2 separate regions of the Zea mays genome follow, and region 1 is linked to region 2. Evidence: chromatin contacts called from public Hi-C data. All regions are on one chromosome and are shown on one strand. The core of a region is the stretch at or near the end of the contact, and the rest is flanking DNA. Distances in the headings are between cores, read along the strand shown. Region 1 holds the start of LOC100193913. Region 2 holds the start of LOC100384168.

What was found. Hi-C and Micro-C count contacts between places; a contact is called where the count stands out from the background.
Region 1: a Hi-C map of leaf shows a contact between it and region 2, with 8 times the contacts expected there. The contact joins the promoter of LOC100193913 here to the promoter of LOC100384168 in region 2. A contact is called at or near these places in 7 of 25 Hi-C or Micro-C datasets (bundle sheath, ear and leaf) and 2 of 3 datasets of contacts at active chromatin or transcription factors (leaf and seedling).

The regions. Positions count from the first base shown.
Region 1 is chr3:222,333,135-222,340,003 of Zm-B73-REFERENCE-NAM-5.0, reverse strand. It overlaps LOC100193913, which reads left to right and starts at 5,041. Exons shown (of 1, transcript NM_001363817.1): 1 at 5,041-5,777. The coding sequence starts at 5,294. The coding sequence ends at 5,599. It overlaps LOC100283041 (CTD-phosphatase-like protein), which reads left to right. Exons shown (of 7, transcript NM_001412291.1): 2 at 63-179; 3 at 1,238-1,365; 4 at 2,333-2,435; 5 at 2,655-3,158; 6 at 3,384-3,721; 7 at 4,003-4,474. The coding sequence starts at 1,279. The coding sequence ends at 4,164.
Region 2 is chr3:222,136,355-222,143,150 of Zm-B73-REFERENCE-NAM-5.0, reverse strand. It overlaps LOC100384168, which reads left to right and starts at 4,116. Exons shown (of 10, transcript NM_001362246.1): 1 at 4,116-4,289; 2 at 6,666-6,796. The coding sequence starts at 6,714.

The DNA.
Region 1 (6,869 bases), core at 3,792-6,291, 200 kb before region 2:
AACATGCTTTTTGCAAATACTTGCACTAAGGATGAATAAAATGTTAAGCAACGACTGTTTAGGGACACAGGAGCCTCATACATTTTGCAAGACCACTGAAACACTGGAACATTCACACCCTCAAGAGGTTACACTTGATAAAACGGTGGCGGGGTCAACGCTAATAAGTCATCAAAATGGTAAAGTCTTCATAGATTCCAGTCTCATTTACCTGGCTAGATTCATTTCAATCTTTCCTACTGTCAATGAATTGTGCTTTTCCTGTTTGGAGCGTATATATGGTCAAAGCAGATCCACAGAAGATAATCTGTATTATATGCTATAGGTTGCGCCTTCGTAATCTGAAACTCTGAGTAAATACACTACCTGAAATGCAAAAAACCTCAGTTCTGGCCATGTTACAGGTACTGAGTACTAACTGCTGATATTTTGACTGACCAGTACCTTTTAACATGAAAGGACCCATTTGTGGCTTGTAAAGTAGAATCGGAAGCAGGGCGAAGGTAGGTAGTAATTAGGGGGTGCACACGCACCCATATTTTTTTTGCAAAACTAGTAATTTAGACTAAATTTCCACCATATATGCACCACCTATAAGTTATTACCATGCACTCCTAGGCCCTAAGTCATGTGCACCCCCCTCTGCTCTACTCTAGCTTCGCCACTTATCGGAAGCATCTTTGTTCTGTCAAAGTGGAAAAAGAGAATGTTCTAGTTAGTATGTTAAATGATGGCAGGTGAATTAATATATCGTGAAGTAGTCTAAGATACTTAGATACAGTTCTTAGTTGTTCTTCATATTTCAATATGCTTTACAAATGTTATTGTTATAAATGGCATGATACTGTTACAGTGGTACTGCATAACATTACTTCGACTATTGTAAGTTTATTTTTTATACAAAAAGAAAGAATTGCAGTGATTGTTTTGTACTGATCACGAAGTTCAAGTTTTAGTAAATTTGTGCACCCTCTTTCCCTCCCAAAAATCAACTTTACCTTCTGCTAGAATCTAGGACCTTCGGCACAGAATTAGTTGGGTACAACATTACTGTATGGCTTATGTTACACTAATCATATTTATGTATGTATTGAGATGCACTTTCACAAGCACATGGAGGTTTGAACTTGATCTGGGAAAACATAATTTAGCATATTAGTACCAATTTTATTTAGTAGATTATTTCTGGACTGCAAGAATGTGTTCCAACTTTTTTTTCTTCCATCCCTTTTTGCAGTGTGCTGCACTGCCGGAGTATCAGGGGAAAACGCTGAAATCATGGAAATCACCTTATTGCATGATGAATCTGATGCAGGAAGCACCAGTTTGCTACCGCCATTGTTGTCATATGGTCCAAGATCAATGGTAATTAACCTTTATTTTCCTTTCAGAAAGTTCCTGGGAACACCAGCATAGTTGCATCGCTAAAGTTTCAAAAATGGAAGAAGAATGGAAAAAGAAAACACAAACCAGCTTTGACACAACACCATGATAGTAGTAGTAGTACTAAATTATTATTATTATTATTATTCGACGTCGTCCAACCAAAAAGCCCAGTTCTTGAACTTCGTACTGATTCTAGCTAATACCACAGCAGCTATGGTTAGATTTTCTAACAACTTCCCTCGATCAAATCATTTTGGATTCAGTTCTCTTAGATTTTCTTTTTACTCCCTCCATCCCAAATTGTAAGTCATTTTGGTTGTTTTAGATACATAAAATTTTGGTATGTATCTAGATATACACTATATGCATAGCAAAATCTATGCATATAGAAAAAGCCAAAACAAATTACAATTTGGAACGAAGGGAGTATTTAATAAGCTCTATCATGAAAAGCTTCAGTTGTTTTTTAGAATTTTCTTTGCTAGTAAAGAAAAGTTAAACTCAGAAAACCACATTTAATTTTGAAATGTGCTGGTTTACAAAGCTTACATTTGGAAATAACAAAGGCGTTAGGATGAGGTAGGACAAAGCCAATTACAGTATTTTACTTCTAAAACTCGCAATACTCTAACAAGCACTGAGATTTGTTAAACCAGTATTTGTGATTGCAAATTATAAAACTATGCTCTGATAACTAATCATGCAAGTCAAATAGTTGGATAATAATGGTCTGAGTTTTCATGATGCAGCTGCTAGTGCTCTCGATTATCAAGCTGTGAGTGTTCTACTTAGAAACAATAGTGTATCAGTAGAAGTGAATGGGATGATCTTTCTAAGCATCAATGCATCATCATGTAATTTCCTACAGTACTGCATCTTTGTTTCGATGTGTTTTGAGATGTTATGCAGTATTGAATACTCAACCTATTACAAAAATAATTTTCAGGTTCCAATACAAGTACCATCGTCATCAGACCTTGAGAGTATCCTGTCACCAGATCCAGTCTGCAGTGATCTTCAGTTGAAAGAGATAAACTACAATGCTGCAGGTAACACGGCTTAGCTTCCAAGTTTTCTGTGGCAACTTGACTTCAGGTGTCTATAAATTTACATTCCTGTATTGGATGTCTTGGCTGCTGACATTTGTACTTTTTATCAGTTTGTGTTTTTTTAGTTCATCCAATTATTGGCCATCTATCTGATATTTGGTTGCTGAAGGCCCTGATAATTCTTCATTGACTTTTCTTTTCATTATCTGTCAATTGCAGCAATGGATGAAAGCACTGAGCTCCTTCACTTGATTCTTGGTGGCAATGATGAAGGATACAATACCACAACTGAATTACAAGTTTGGGATGTTCTGGACTTCTATGTCTCAGAAAACTTCTCGGCTCTCCAATTTGATAGTTTGATGGGTTTTACAAATGAAGTTAGTACTTCCTACAATGATTGTATGAATTTAGTTGACATGGTAGAGTGGCCCGTGGCTCGTCTGTCTCTAGATGATACACCAAAACTCAGTAACAGTGATGATGCGGTTCTGGCAGACAATGTCACAACGGACCCTGATGAAACATCCTTATACCTTCGTACAAAACCAACAGATTCAGAAACTGAAAGTAGCTCTGACGCAGGAGATGTTGAAACTGAATATCTAGATCAAAAGCTACTTTCTAGATGTCTGCCTGATTTAATGGATGTTGACTCGCCCAACCACTTACTGAAAACACCAGTGAGAACAAAACATGTGACTCTTGTGCTTGATTTGGACGGTAAGCAGTACTAACTTCACATGGAATATTACTTTTGAATGTTTCTTTTAAATTCCTGGTACTTTTCAGTATATGTTCACTAGCTACTGGCATGTTATTATTATGTTTTAGTTAATATTTTATGTTATTTGCATGTCATGATCAGGAATGTGAAATTCAGTTGTAATATAAACATTTTTACTCCAGTATTCTTTGTATGATAGTCTAACGGTTTCTCATATGCAGAGACTCTTGTACATTCAACATTGGATCAGTGCGACAGTGCTGATTTTACCCTAGAAGTTTTCTTCAATATGAAAAATCACACAGTGTATGTGAAGAAAAGGCCTTACCTGAAAGTGTTTCTTGAGAAGGTTGCTCAGATGTTTGAGCTTGTCATTTTCACAGCTAGTCAGAGAATCTATGCTGAGCAACTTATAGATAAACTTGATCCTGATGGAAAATATATCTCACGGCGTATTTATCGTGAATCTTGTATATTCTCTGACGGTTGCTATACAAAGGATCTGACAATCTTGGGGATCGACTTGGCGAAAGTTGCAATAGTTGACAATACTCCACAGGTAGAATCCCTTTCCAATGTATACAAAGTTTGTGCTTTATCGATTATCTGTTCTGGCAGATGCATTTCCCTTGTTACTTCTATCTTGATCTCTGGTAAGTCTAGTCTAGCACTATATGCTGTGATATATTGGTCTCCTGGCATGTATCTATTTCCTTCTGAGCTAGAGGTGGCAAGAACTAAACTATCTTTTCATCAGAGCCTTTTTGCTATATGAAATATTTACATACTATATATGTATTCATTATTTTTTGTTAATTAATGAAGCATTTCTTTGTCCAGGTTTTCCAGTTGCAAGTGGATAACGGCATACCAATTAAGAGCTGGTTTGATGACCCCGCAGACCAGGAATTAATCGAGTTACTCCCGTTCCTGGAGAGCCTCGTGGACTCAGATGACGTGAGGCCAATAATTTCGAAGGCCTTCCATGACAAACCTGAGTAGAAATAGTCCTGGAGAGCTGGAGAGGTTCACTGGAATTAATCCAGTGAACCTCTCGCTGAAGTTAGCTTCGCTCCACACGGTGCAGGCCATTCTTGGGAAGTTAGGTATAGGATCAAGATTCACCATTTATGTTATGTTAGCTGTTACAAATAGCAAGCATAAACTGCGGTCGTCGATGAAAATGGCTTGTGTGTGTATGTCCCTTCGGTGTTCCGTGTCACAGATCATTGTACAGAGACGAACAATAGTGCTGAATAAAGTGATCTGAGTGCAATTTTGCTCATGAGGACGGCTCGAGCAGGAAGCCGTGCTTCTGTTCATAATAACGTGAATTATGTTAGGACGTATGCACTAACCAGTTTAATTTAATAGAAAAAGTTAGCCAATCCATTTATACACTCCAACATTAGTCAATCCATTTGTACACTTCAACATTAGTCAATTCATTTATACACTCCAACATTAGTCAATCCATTTATAGAAAGACGTAAACATGGAAATAAAATGGTGGAACCATAAATAAAGTTACTGATAGGATTCAAATTTGAGACCTCTGTCTTTGATACCATGTTAGTGTGGACACACTAACTAGTTCAAACCAAAAGTGTAAGCTGATGCTAAAAGGTAATCAATCCACTTATACACTTCAACAAATTCCAGTCAAAACTCGTCGCTTTATTTGTTTTGAAGGAATCTAGTGGAGTTAGGATAATGTTTAGCCGGGTTTGATGTAATTTTTTTGGGTTATTTTCTCCCTTTACTAAAATCAGCTATCAATCCTGTTTAGAGTTTTGTGTTTTTGATGTTTTGCCCCTTGGGCTTATATGTATTCTTGCCCTATAGGCTATTAACTTATTCACTCCTTCAATATGTTGTAGAGCTAGTGTTTTCTTTTCTCTCCCCCTCCCCTCTCCTCCCATGTGACGTCGCCTGCAGGCTGCAGCGGTCGGTGCCGGCCAGCCATCCCCGGCGAGATCCCCCCCTCTCCCTCTCCCATCACCCCCGCCGCCAACGTCTGGTCGCACGGACCATAGGCCGCCAATGCCCACGTCGGATTGCTCGGGGTCCTACCATAGGTCCGGATCGTGGCTCCCCCTCCTGTCCCTACTATGCCACCACGCACGGGAGCATGGGAGGGCGCCTCGGTGTCGCCCCTGCCACCGTCTACGACCTCACACCACCACTGCCCTCCACATGGCTGCCCATTGCTGCCGCCGCGGGCACGGGCGCGAAGCTACTGGGAGTGGGGGTTCTTGCTGCCTTGGTTGTTGGCTTTAGCTACGGGTGCTCCGGTGGTGCCCATCGCGCCCACGCTATCTTTGTCGTTGCCGTCCTTCACGGTCTCAGCTCTCCTAAAGCACCTATTGAGCTCGTAGTTGGGGTGTCAGTCTCTCTCGGGTTTCCTCCACCCATCGGTTTCACGAGACTGTATTGAAAGTGAAATGTGCCTTGGGCCATTTCTAAGTATTTTGGTGATTTAGTTTCAAACACAAGTGCTTAAGTGTAAAATGGTGGACAAAGTACAAACCAAGGATAAAGGTATGTTTCTCAGACTTAGTACATTGTTTTATGGACTAATGTATTGTATCTAAGTGCTGGAAACAGGAAAAATCTAATTGGAAATATCTTGGCTCGAGCAGCCAAGAATCTGCTCAGTCTGGGAGCACCGGACTGTCCGGTGGTGCACCGGACAGTGTCCGGTGCGCCAGGCTGGTTCGAGCGAAGTGGCCGCTCTCGGGAATTCACCGGCGACGTACGGCTATAATTCACCGGACTGTCCGGTGTACACCGGACTGTCCGGTGAGCCAACGGTCGGCCGCGCGATCTGCGCGGGACACGTGGCCAAGCCAACGGCTAGAAGGGGGCACCGGACTGTCCGGTGCGCCAACGGCTCCAAGTCTGCCAACGGTCGGTTTCGCCATGTAAGGAAAGAAATCAGGCACCCGACAGTGTCCGGTGTGCACCGGACTGTCCGGTGCGCCAGACGACAGAAGGCAAGAATTGCCTTCCCAGATTGCTCTCAACGGCTCCTAGCTGCCTTGGGGCTATAAAAGAGACCCCTAGGCGCATGGAGGAGAATACCAAGCATACCTTGAGCACTCTTGATCACTCACACTCTATTCTTGCGCACTTGTTCGACATTCTAGTGATTTGAGCTCCGTTCTAGTGTGCTAGTCTCTTGAGCTCAAGTCTGGGTCTTGTGTGTGCGTATTTGCTGTGATCTTTGTGTCTTGTGTGAGTTGCTAATCCCCCCCTTACTCCGTGCTTCTCTGTGAACTTCAAGTGTAAGGGCGAGAGACTCCTAGTTGTGGAGATTCCTCGCAAACGGGATTAAGAAAAGCAAAGCAAAACACCGTGGTATTCAAGTGGGTCTTTGGACCGCTTGAAAGGGATTGATTGCAATCCTCGTCCGTTGGGACGCCACAACGTGGAGTAGGCAAGCGTTGGTCTTGGCCGAACCACGGGATAACCACCGTGCCATCTCTGTGATTGATATCTTTGTGGTTATTGTGTTTTGTTGAGACTCCTCTCTAGCCACTTGGTGATTATTGTGCTAACACTTAACCAAGTTTTGTGGCTTAAGTTTTAAGTATTACAGGATCACCTATTCACCCCCCCCCCCTCTAGGTGCTCTCAATTGGTATCAGAGCCGTTTTCTTCAAGAAGGGACTAATCGCCCGAAGAGATGGATCCTAAGGGAAAGG
Region 2 (6,796 bases), core at 2,867-5,366:
TGATGATAGCTGTTTTGCGTTCGTCGGCGAACCCAAGATTGATTCTCTTGGTTTCTTCAGTCGGCCGTATAGAGGTCACGACTTGAGCTTCATTCACGGGTACCGCGAGGTCTTCATCAGGCTTTGAGATCGCCTGTGCAGAAGAAGTCGCCGATGGTTTGGTGGTGAGGGCCACCTGAATGGCCACTCGGAAACATTCTACGTCGCCTTGGAAGTCAGCGCGCATAGTTATGATTCCTTGCGGTCCTGGCATCTTCAATATCATGTATGTATAATGTGGAATGGCCATGAACTTCGCCAATCCAGGCCTCCCGATGATGTCGTTGTATCCACAGTCAAAGTTTGCCACCTCGAACCTCAGGAACTCGGTTCTGTAGTTTTCCGGAGTTTCGAAGGTGACCGGCATGTAGATGTGGCCCAGCGGATATTCTCCTTCAGTCGGCACGATGCCGAAGAAGGGTGTGTCCGACTCGTGGAGCTCTTTGAGGGGGACTCCCAAGCCTTGGAGCGTCCGGGGGAAGGTGACATTGATGCTGCTTCCCCCGTCCACTAATACCTTCTTTACCCTGCTCTCTCGGATCATCGGATCGACAAGGAGCAGGTACTTGCCTGGGTGGTCGAAGTTGAGCCACTGATCTGCCCGGGTGAAGGTGATCGGGTGCTCAGACCATCGGTATGGGGCGGGAGGACCGGTGGCCGCCACCAGTATCTAACGATCGTTGAGCTTTTGTTGTCTCTTGCTTTCTTGCGACCCGTGTCCGCCGAAGATGACGTTGACTTCTCTGTCAACGCGTGGGAAGGCTCCACCTCCTCCCTCCTCCAGCTGCTGGGGTTGTCGAGGTTCTCCTGGTCCTCCTCGCGGCGGGGGAGGAGGTAGAGGCTGGAAGGGTCGGCCGTTCCCCATGGAATGCTTGAAGTCTCTGCAGTTCCGGAGGGTGTGGCGCATGTCCTTGTGGTACAGGCACTGGGCGTCGAGGATGTCGTCCAGCGTGCGCTCGCCTCCGTGAGGTCCCCCTCGAGCGCGAGAGGCGGGCGGTCCGGCGGCGTGGACCTCTTCACGAGGCCTCTTCTCCCAGCGTTTGTCGGGTTGCTGGTTCGTGTCGCGTCGTGGTGCTGCCGGTGCAGGCTTTGCTCCTCCGATAAGGTCTTGAGCTCGTTCATCGGCGGTGATGTAGAGGTCGGCTTCCCGGAATAGCTGCTCAGAAGTGGTCGGCGCCTTCTGTAGTATGGCTCGGACGAAGGCCGAGTCATTGGATCCCCGGTAGAAGTCCTCGATCACTGCTGCTTCCGCGACCTCGGGGATACGATTTCTCATGGTCTGAAATCTTTTGAGGTACGACCAAAGAGTTTCGTCCCCCCGGCGCTTGATGGATTTGAGGTCCCATGGTTGCGCCGGTTTGTCGGAGAGAGATTGAAAGTTGGCGGTGAAGCGCCGACTGAAGTCGCTCCAGTCGTCGATGCAATGTCGGGGTAGGTGTCGCAGCCATTGCAGCGCGTCTTGCCCAAGGACAATAGGCAAGTACGTGGTCATCACATCTTCGGTTGCCCTAGCAGCTCGGGCGGCAGCGGTGTAGACGGCCAGCCAGCCTCCCGGATCCTGCTTGGGTTCATATTTGTCAACGTTTGGAGACCTTGAAGTTAGGGGCCACTGAATGGCCCTGAGGCGTGGAGTAAGCGCCGATACTCCACACGTGTCCTCTTGTCGTCGATGATGATGTCTGTCCTGGGGAGGGGAGTGGTTGTCGTGGTGCCTCGACCGTCCCCAGGTGGTGCCACCAGTCGAAGTCATTGCCGACTCAGTCCTGGTGGCCTGACTCCATGCCGGGATGTCGTGATCCCGGTCATACTCTTCTCGGCGACAGATCTCATTCTCGTGTCGTCGTTCACGCGAAGCGTTGATGGAGCTCCGTGCGTCCCATCGACTGTTGATGGCGTGTCGTAGATCGCTCGGCGGATGAGCGAGTGGTAGAAGGTGGTTGGCTGCTCGAGTGAACAGTCGTCGATAGCCCTCGGCGTCTGGAGTCCGGGGGAGGCCATCAGCTATCCGAGCCAATACTCCACCAACTTCACTCGGCGTGTTCATGGCTCGGGCAAAGTCGGGGTTCAGGTTGCGTCCGAAGAGTGGATTCTCTCGACGTTGCCTTGTTTCTTGCTCAGCCTGCTCTTGTGCCTGTCGACGATCACGTCGTCGAGAGTTCCTTCTTTCTCTGAGGACCCATTCTTCTGGAGTTTCTCCCACTTCTGAGACCTCGTCTCGTGATACGGGCTGCGCCGGATTCCGTTCTCCGGCTTCATGATGTCGCCGAATATTTCGGCGTCGGTTCCTCCGCCGGCGAGATTCCCGCTGAAGAGGTTCTTCTCCTGGTGCAGTCAGTTCATCGTTGGAGATAGGATTTGATTCCACTCTTCTCCCGATGAAGAGGATGTCGGGGTAGAACGAAACAGTTGTCGCGACGATTCTCTTTCTGCCCTCCTTTGAGGACGGAGACACAGAAAGAGCAGCTTGACGATCCTTTGCCTCATTCGCTTCCTTTTTCTTTGTGATCCGTATCCATTTTTCTGTCGGAGAGGTGGACAACGGAGTTCTCCGGGTAGACGGACCCCCGGCTCCTAGCTTGCTGAAGGTGGTCTTTTCTCGGAGCGCTGGAGGTTGCGCTTCTTCCTGCTTCGCTCCGATTTTCTTGGAGATCTTTGAGGAAGACTTTCTTTCTGGTGGATCCGCGATGCGATGCAGAGTTCCCTCTTCATCTGCTACAGATGAGATAGTTCCGAAGCAGAACACAGACCCGGTACGAAGGATGATCTTGTGCTGGAAGGTGACGACCATTGAGCTAGCTTGGATCGGTGACACCCCCCCTACCTGGCGCGCCAGCTGTCGGTGTTTTGGGTCCGACTGCGCACCCGGGGTTGCCCCTTAAGGTGCTTTTTGGAGTAGGCCGGTGTTACCGACTGTAGCTCGATGGTTCGTGCTAATGCACGAGAGGCAGTGGACAGTTTTATACAGGTCCGAGCCGCTTGGAGATGCGTAATACCCTACGTCCTGATGCGAGTACTTTATGTGGTGGGTTACAAGGAGGCTCTCTAGTGTTGGAAACGTAGAGGGCCAGGTGGATGGCTAAGTAGTGATGTCTCTCTTTTTGAAAGGGTGCCCCTAGGCCTTATATACTCGACCGTGGGGTGTTACATGCGGATATGATAACGACATGTGCCTAAGTAATAGTGAACTGACTGAGTCTATCTTCCTATAATTCAGCCGACCCATCCTCGCTCGGTTCTGATGTATGAGGCCCCTGCGCTGGAAGGTCGGGTCACTGTTGTGATCACTGCTCGAATTCATCAGGTCGTCTGGGCTTGCGTCGATCTAGTCTTGTGTCAATCCGCTTCACTAGACGTTCCTCCCTAGGCCCACGAAGTGATGACCTTGCGAATTATTGGGCCCACGGGCCTCTCGTGAGGTCTCTTATCCTTCTGGTGGACCCGGGGATATCCGTCCCCCACAGGCGCTCCCTAGGATACAGATACGGAGGGCGACGTTGCTGAAGTTGGTCTTACTAGCTTCATGTGTCGTGCCTCCTTCCAATTTCCATAGGCCACAACACAGCCAGCAGTTGCCCCTTCTAAACTCCAGCCGACCCATAAGTCCATATTAATTTTTATTGCATTTTAATTGTGTACGATAGTGAATTGAGAAAAAAATAATTAATTATACTATTGAATTGTTGAAAGATGATTGCGTCAGTCATATCAACGTATATCTATAACTCCTCCAAAATCCGATGAGAAAAATATGGATATAAATTTCTGCGCGTGTATGGTCACTAGTAAATATTGATTGTAAAATATAGTTACGAATGGACATTTGCTGATCCGAATTCCATCAATTGCCATGAGAACCTGTGAGGTTCTGGTTGGAATCGATCCGGCCATAAAACCCACGTGGCCTAACCGAACGTAACTTCTATCGTGGGCCGATATTGTCAGGTGCATCCGCGGGGATCGCCGGATCGGGCCACGATCCCGGTTGGGAATGGCCTAAACGAACGAACAAGGCCACTCGGCCCCATCCGGCATCCCCGACCCCCGAGCGTCTTCTTTCGTCTGCTCGCTCTGCGCTCGCATCTACCATGGAGACTAGGGTCTAGGGTTTAGTGCGCCGCTGCCTACATCGCCGCCATCCTCAACTTCCTACGGGATCCTGACGAGGCGCCGTATCATCCTCAACGCCGCGAACCTCCGCTCCCACGTTATCCTCACGCCCACCAGTAGCTCTCGGCCTCTACCTCGTTAAGGTTAGGATCGTTCCACCTCTACCTCTGAGTATTGACTGAGGTTTGGGTACAAGACTCACACCCGGTGCTTGGTCTGTTGATTTGTTTGCTGCATCGGTGTTAGGGTTTGATTTTTGTGGATTTGATCTGTGATTGATTACTGACAGCAGTAGACCGAGTTGCTGGTGCGCGAGAATCGGATAGATGGGGCAGCAAGGGTGCCATTTCTATTTCTAATAGGCATACTTGGATTGGATGTGAAGGTTCTATGGGGGTGTTTGGTTTGCCCCTGCTAAAATTTAGCCCCTATCACATCGAATGTTTGAACCTCCGTTCGGGGTATTAAATGTAGTCGGATTATAAAACTAATTTCTCAGCCGAAGATTAAAAAGTGAGACGAATCTAGTACAGTTGGTTGGGTCTATATTTCATACTCCTATTTGAAAGTCAAACGCTTGATGTGACCCGGGCTAAACTTTAGTCCACAGAACCAAACACCCCCTATATAGCATGCAAAATCCTGTTATTTCCATGGTCACATCACAAGGTTCTTTTTTAAAAAAATTCCACGTGTACAAATCCATTATTGAATGTCTGAATGATACAGAGGAGATACTTGTCCTATCTACGCGTCATGTGAATTCTATTTGGTCTAAAATTCCATCTTTTAGATATGTGACCTTTAGAATTCGAAAACCTATGTGTGTGAATCCATTATTGAATATCTGAATGATACAGAGGAGGTACTTATCCTACCTATGCGTCATGTGAATTTATTTAGTCTAAAAGCCCATCTTTTAGATGTGTGACCTTTAGAATTCGATTTAATCTGAATGATACTGAGGAGGCACTTATCCTATCTACCCATTATTGAAAGCTTTTTAGAATGGGATAGATGATGCCCTTGCATGATGACATCTGTTAGGCACCTCTTTTAGACGTGTAAAAATGATTAAGGGTAGCATTGCCTAGAAAATAGTTGCACAAAAGCATACTTTCGCTATGTATTTTATAGATGTATATCACTACAAGCAGTGGCATAGCTTGGACCTAAACCCAGGAGGGTCTAATCATCGAAGAACAATACTACTCTTTTATTGTTGTTGAGCCAAATGATTGAAACTAATAGAATTCACAGAAGTTCAGGGATGTCCATGATCCCTATTGGCCTGCAGAAGCTCTGCCACTGATTACGGGAACCACATAGTGTAGACCTTTGTTTCTGGTTCCATCTAGTGACATTTTATAGCTAGCTCGTCAAAATAGGTTCATAGTGTTTTCCCTTTCAAGAGAAGAATCATTCTTTTGCTGGTTGTTAAGCCATTATGAAGTAATACAAGTCACGCTTCACAGCTATCTAGTGCTTACTAATGATATAAGGGAAAAATATTCATACATGTGCTGTTCTTAACTTGACCAAATTATTAGCTACTAGCTGTAATTCACTAACTAACCTGTCACAATAATCTTGAGTGGGTAGTACGCGAATTTAGTTAGTTGCAGTGGTGTGTACCCTGAAAATTCAGGACTGTGGGCTTGTTGCTGTTTTTAGTCTCTTGATGATGCCTTAATTTGAAGTCACCAGGTCCTTTAACCGGCACCTGGAGCGTGAAGGACCACTCCTGCTGCTTCAGATTGACTGCTTGAGGATGGGCATGAGGAACGAACTCACTTCCTTGTTCTCAAGCAGCAGCAGCCAGGAGTTCATCCTCAATCTTGACTCAAGCTTGGCTGCTTGCTTTGTTTGCCAAAATTTCACGGGCGGTCCTTGAACTTGGCAGGGGCCGATTCTTTGGTCCGGGGAGATATTATTTTATTCACTATAATGTGCTAGGCAGGGCCGCAGGGGTGGAGTGGTGCTTAGCGCTGATAGCAACTAAACAGGTTACATGGCAGGTAATTGCTAGGCAGGAGGTAGGTGAGGTAGCAGCTAGCTATTGGCCTTCCATAATATTGGTTGACTGGTCTTTTTTCTGATGTTGTTCTTTTGCTGCATTTATTAGCTGCCATCATTTTTTTTGTGCTGTGCATATCAAGTGTTTTTATTAGTTGCCAACACTAGCCTGATAGCTTTAGCCTAGGAAACATTTTTACTGAGTTTATATTTGGAATTATATTGTACAAGCTGTTTGAATAAATGAATATACTTTGTAATATGTAGTGCGTTTTAAGTTCAATCTTTTTCCTTTCTGTGTGTGCTTATGCTGTCATTGTAGAGTGACTGCCACCTGTTTGTAACTTGCTGCCTTATCAAGAAGTTTTTGTCAATGAAGTATTTATGTTTTTTTTGCCATTTCCTGAATCGTTGACATGCATTTTTTTGTTGGGTTTCTGTTTCTTTTCTTTTCAGCACATAGCGCATATGCAGCATTTAGGCTTATTCATTTATTTGTGCAGGCTTGATATTTGACTGGGACACTGGGCAAATTTTAACAAGTTTCAGCAATGGGGTTTGATAATGAATGCATCTTGAGTATTCAATCCCTTCCTGGTGAATATTTCTGCCCTGTTTGCCGGACACTTGTATA